Regions from separate parts of the Zea mays genome. Here region 1 is linked to region 2. Evidence: chromatin contacts called from public Hi-C data. All regions are on one chromosome and are shown on one strand. Each heading gives the region's core, a stretch centred on a gene start, on an enhancer-like site or on the middle of the called end of the contact. The rest is flanking DNA. Distances are from core to core; before and after follow the strand shown. Region 1 holds the start of LOC100284595 (protein alx). Region 2 has its middle 42 kb from the start of LOC109940646.

Region 1 (2,925 bases), core at 24-2,523, 230 kb before region 2:
CATCTGCTTGATGGTATCCCAAACTTCTTCTTCCGAACATGAGTTGACAAGGTGATCCAGAAGATGGTGTTGGATCCCGAGGGCCTCAAGATCAATGGAAGGTGCTGCTCAATTATTTTACGGAGCTGATTGGTAGCAGCAATGCAACCAAACTAACATGCACGAAACAACAAAGCTAATGTGCATTGCTGTGTCCTTCTCAAATGTGCTGTTATTCATATGTAATCCTAGAAATCCTATTCTAATAGAAAAGGCAGCCAAACTTATAACTATTTTGTAAAAAAGTGCCAATGCTAAATACAACGGGATCTGCATAGCACACACCCAGCAAAATACTCCGATGCCTTCTCGGCCCCGTCCTTCAAGGCAATGCTAACTCCAAAAAGCACGGCAGCAAGAATCTGAACAAACCCAATGTATTAGCTCCATGTGTAGAAGTAACTCTAAGCTGAATCAACAAAATGGTAGATAGATAGAAAAAACTGACCACAAGTGTCACCCTTCTAATGGCAGAGCCTTTCCCACTCGTGCTGGACACCGCTACGGGTTCTGCACCCTTTTTGGGTTGAGCACGTGGAGTAGAATTTACCGTCTCCTTTTCTGCATACATATCCAACGCGAGGTATCAGAGAGGGACAAGAAATCTCACGAAACCATCAAAAATGAATTCAGCAGATAGCATGGGAGTCCCCTTCTGAGGAACTTGATTTCAAAATGCGTCACTGAGTTATTGCGCATTTCTGATGTTGCAGCCGAACTATGGCGCCCATGGCTTGATGTTGCAACCAAACAATTGTGCGCATGGCTTGATGTTGCAACCAAGCTATTGCGCCCAAGGCTGGCTGGCTCGCAGGAGCCGAAGGAAGGAATTGGGCGGTAAGAAGCTAGACGGCGGTGGGGTGGAGCCGAGCGTCGTACTCACCAGAGCTTAGCGAGACGCCTTCCTCCTGTTCCGCCCTCCTGGCGCGCCGCCTCCGCATCCTCCCGCGCCGTCCTCCTTCCGCTTCCCCAGGGCGGGACGACGCGGCGGACACCGTGAACGGGAGAGGCCGCCACGTGAGCGGCGGCGGCGGGAGCGCCGCTCGCGCACGACGCGTCCACCACGGGTCCGGAAGCCGCGGCAGGAACCGCGTAGCGGTCGAAGCGGCCACCGCGGAAGCCATCGCCGGGGACGATCTCGGTCGGGGCGCGACGGGTGGAGCTCGGGAGCGTACGGCCGCGGGCGGAGGCGGAGCGGAGCACACTTCAGCGTCAGCCACACCGGCTGCGGTACAGGCGTATAGCGGTAGGCAGCCCACCCCACCCAAACGGAGCGCACGTGCGCCACCCGCAGCGGGACCCGTAACCCGTTTAGGACCCCGAACCCGGGAAGGCTCTCCCCTTGCCAGGTGGGCCTGATGCTCATCAGGCCCATCTCCCAGTGGTTGTTTTTGGCTTGTTCTCCCACTAACGCTTGGCGACTCACGAGTCGAGGGTTTCTCTCCTGCGCGGCGGCTACCTCTCTCCACGGCGGCGGCGGGCGATCCTGCAGATCCCGCGGCTCCCTCCGCGATTCGAGGTCAGTTTCCTCCGATTGGTGTTGCGTGTGGTGCTAATTCTGGGAATCCCGTCTCAATTTCTCGTTTATTTCGCTGTGGTTTTGGGGTTAGTCAGACTCAGATGGGGGAAGGCACAGAGAGCGGCGGCGGGGCGACCACAGCGCCGCCTCTGAGGTATATAAGGTGCTACAAGTGCGGGTTCTGCGACGTGGTCCGGTCCAAGAAGTGCTTGCTCCGCGCCCACGTGCTTGAGCACCACAAGGTACCAGCTGTGCTGCTCGCTTGCTCGCCGCCGCTTGGTTCAGACTTCAGATTTGCGCGCGTTCTCCTTTGTATTGTTCTACAGGGGTAACACTTATGGGGTGTGTGTAGGATGAGGTGGATGCTTTGGGGGGTTACTGGGAAGGTGGAGATGCTGGTCCGCGCAAAGAGATCAGCCGTGCGTGCGAACAGTGCGGGATGAGCTTCAAGAAGCAGGCGCATCTGAAGCAACATATGCAGAGCCATTCGCTCGAGGTACTGATCTGGCTGCTTATGTTGGGTTTTTTGGTATATTGCTCAGTGAATGCTCAGGCTACTAGTGCTCGCCTGGTTTGTTACTATCCGCTTAATGTTTATTGTGTGAGAAAAGGCCGAAAGCGAGATACATGCTGGTTTGACTCTTTTGGTGTGGTTGCTACAACCCTGTTATAATAACAATTGGTTCGATGGATGACTCTGTATACCTCATGGTCTTTCTTTAGTCCATTGTATGTTATTATTAATTATGCTGACTTTTGCAGTCTGTTTGTTCAGATACAGATGTGTGAAGCATTGGATCTCAAAGAACTCCAAAATGCGAGAAGGCCTTGAACGGACTAGTACCAGGATGGGGAGACCCTCCTGAGAAGCTCCATCAAGAGTTCCTTCATTCACGCTATTCTTCAGGTTGTGTGTTCTGAGCTATTCTGAGCTGCTTGCTGCTTTTTTTGTTATTATGTTCCTGTCACATGACATATGCTAAAGGTCTAGTCTGAGATTGCGATGCCACTTTTTTCAACAAGTTGGGCGTCTGCTGTTCTAGTCATATTTGATAATTGATGAATTTACACTGCAATGCTGTTTGAGTATATCTAGCTGTCACCGTTTGATGGCCCTCATTATTGACAGGATAGATTTAGCAGGCATAGAGAGACACAATTCCTGTTCTGCATAGTTTATGTGCTCGACTTTAGTTATGTGTTCACTGAAATGATTGGATCATGATCTTCCTTAGTTGAATTATACATTTCATGCAAAAATCAAATTAATTTTCATTTGAAGGTGAGTTATGCGGATACGGTGTGCTGCTATTTGCCCCTGTATTTGGGGACTGGTGTACGACATTTGATTTGCTGGTTTTTGTAGG
Region 2 (2,984 bases), core at 160-2,659:
CATCCTTTTCATATATGTTAACTTCAACATGTCCCTTATACTTGTGCATATTAGTTAGATTTTTCACAAACATATCTAAGGTGGAGTTTATTGACTTCACTAGCTTTCCATGGTTGTCAATCTTGTTCAAACCTAGATGCATACTTAAACCTATCTCAAATGCAACACTAGAGTAGAGGTTAGTCCATTAGTTCTCTCAATTATCAAAACCACACATGGGCCTTTCAATTTATCCCTTTTGGTAGTTGATGGCAACCACACAAACGTAGGAATTAAAATAGATTTCTAAGTTAGTACTCCATACAAGTATGAGTTACTAACTTGGTTTGGATTTGAGTAGCTTGTCTAAGATTTTAACCATATTTAGACAAGTTTTACAAACCCAATTTTGGTACTACTATCTTTCTCTAAATATGTGCTAGATGTTTGAATCTCAAGATTGTACATATGCTGAATTTAAAATTTTGGAGGAAGCAATGCTATTTAATGATGCTAAGGTGTATAGGATATACACTTAAAGCTTGTATACTTACTTGAATACCACTTGGAACCTTTTTCATCCTTAGTGCTTGATAGCTAAAAATACTAGAAACTTTTAGGTGAGGTGAACATTATAGCAAAGGTTCATCAAGTCGTGGCCTTCTCGTGGTCAGGGGATAGACTTCATTGGCTAGGTTCATCCTCTATTATTAAATGGACATCACTTTTCTTTGGTTGCTATAGATTATTTCACCCAGTAGACTAAGGCGGTTCCATTAAAGAAATAACACAAAATGAGGTAACTGAGTTTATTACGGAGCGTATCTTACATAGTTTCAGCATCCTTCAAACATTGACTATAGATCAAGGGACATCATTGTATCAAAAATTGTATGAGATTTTATCCATCTATATAAAATCAAGCTTCTCAATTCACAAGCGAATGAATAGGCTGAGTTTAGTAATAAGATTTTGATCAAACACATCAAAAAAAAGTTTGAGCATAATATAAGGAGATGTCATAAGGTTTTGCCGAAATCTCATGGGCACATCGTATATATAGGCGCTACTAAAGTTACTTTTTTGAACTAAGCGTACAGGTAAGAGACTGTACATTATTATTCGTTATTAGATGAAAACCTATACAACACATGTTTTTTCTATAGCGAGCTGAGGATATATTGGCGTGTGGAGCTAGGGTCCATTTGGGCCTACCACTAGAAAAAGAAATATTTTCCTTCAAATAATTGTGTATAGATAGGATTTCATCAACTCAGAACAAATTTCACGAGGATAACATCTATCACTCGACCACACGCAGTGGTACACGTGTGAAACCCAATGACGACGCATGCATACATGTAGAGCAAGCAAGTTTGAGAGTGACGACGACAGAGATGCCGACGTACGCATCGCTATTCATCACGCACTACTGCTATTGGTGGCGCGTCCCTGTCAACTGAAATGCATGTTAGCTCTACTGCATCCAATTGCATGCAGGTTGCTGCTGGCCTCTCATCTAGCTATCACGTCGTGTCAACCGAGGTTAACAAGCATCACGTACCCTCTTGTATGCACATATAGTGTGACCTACCTTTTGGCTGCATCATGTCTCTTGACAGCTCTCTCTCTCTCTATTATATATTCTATTCGTCACATATATGAGATAATGTTTTAAAACTTCTCATGGAAACTAAAACCAAAGTCAAATGACGAGAATGTCCTTGAGAGATAGAGACACATTAGAAAGAGAGAGATGTGCACCAAAAAACGAGAAACATATTACAAGGGAAGGTTAAGTATTTTGTGACAGAATTTGAATTCTATAAATTTATTTATTTTGGAATGGAGAGTGTTAGATTGGACACACTAACCAGTTCAATCTAAAACGTACACCAGAGAGAAAGACGTAAACGTGGAAATAAAGAGAATGGTGCATAAAGACGCATTAGAAAGAGAGAGAAAGCGAGATGTGCATTGAAAAAGGAGAAAATATATTGGATGTAGGAAGGTTAAGTATTTTGTGACAGAACTTATTGAGTTATTTATGTTGGAATGGATGGTGTTAGAGTGGACGCACTAACAAGTTCAATCCTGTCGGGGACCATAATTAGGGGTACCCTCAACACTCCTAATCTCAGCTGGTAACCCCTATCAGCACAAAGCTGCAAAGGCCTGATGGGTACAATTAAGTCAAGGCTCGATCCACTCAAGGGACACGATCTCGCCTCGCCCGAGCCTAGCCTCGGGCAAGGGCAGCCGACCCCGGAGGATTCATGTCTCGCCCGAGGACCCCGTCAAGCAACGGACGCACCTTCGGCTCGCCCGAGGCCCAGTCTTCGCCAAGAAGCAACCTTGGCCAAGTCGCCACGCCAATCGACCGTATCGCAGGAGCATTTAATGCAAAGGTGGACTGACACCTTATCCTGACGCGCGCCCTTCAGTCGACAGAGCCGAAGTGATCGCAATCACTTCGCCGCTCCACTGACCGGCCTGACAAGAGGACAGCGCCACCTGCGCCGCTCCGAATGCTGTGCCACTCGACAGAGTGAGGCTGACAGCAGCCAAGTCCGGCCTCGGGCGCCATAGGAAACTCCGCCTCGCCCGACCCAGGGCTCGGACTCGGGCTCAGCACCGGAAGACGACGAACTCCGCATCGCCCGACCCCAGGGCTCGGACTCGGGCTCAGCCCCGGAAGACGACGAACTCTGCATCGCCCGACCCCAGGGCTCGGGCTCGGACTCGGGCTCAGCCCCAGAAGACGAAGAACTCCGCATCGCCCGACCCCAGGGCTCGGACTCGAGCTCAGCCCCGGAAGACGACGAACTCTGCATCGCCCGACCCCAGGGCTCGGACTCGGGCTCAGCCCCAGAAGATGATGAACTCCGCTTCGCCCGACCCCAGGGCTCGGACTCGGGCTCAGCCCCGGAAGACGACGAACTCCGCTTCGTCCGACCCTAGGGCTCGGACTCGGGCTCAGCCCCGGAAGACGATGAACTCCGCTT

What was found. Hi-C and Micro-C count contacts between places; a contact is called where the count stands out from the background.
Region 1: a Hi-C map of leaf shows a contact between it and region 2, with 2.3 times the contacts expected there. The contact joins the promoter of LOC100284595 here to the enhancer-like site in region 2. A contact is called at or near these places in 4 of 25 Hi-C or Micro-C datasets (all in leaf).

The regions. Positions count from the first base shown.
Region 1 is chr6:37,090,126-37,093,050 of Zm-B73-REFERENCE-NAM-5.0, reverse strand. It overlaps LOC100284595 (protein alx), which reads right to left and starts at 1,273. Exons shown (of 13, transcript NM_001157490.2): 1 at 923-1,273; 2 at 488-600; 3 at 325-401. The coding sequence starts at 1,163. It overlaps LOC100383605 (Transcription factor IIIA), which reads left to right and starts at 1,427. Exons shown (of 9, transcript NM_001362095.1): 1 at 1,427-1,558; 2 at 1,650-1,800; 3 at 1,911-2,054; 4 at 2,334-2,465; 5 at 2,925.
Region 2 is chr6:36,862,351-36,865,334 of Zm-B73-REFERENCE-NAM-5.0, reverse strand. No RefSeq gene overlaps it. Among protein-coding and RNA genes, the nearest start is that of LOC109940646, 42 kb to the left of the region's middle. Within about 2 kb of position 1,409, at least 9 of the 20 cell types and tissues checked have an H3K27ac peak or open chromatin away from gene starts, as enhancers often do. A contact at or near this core is called in leaf, where this site is marked.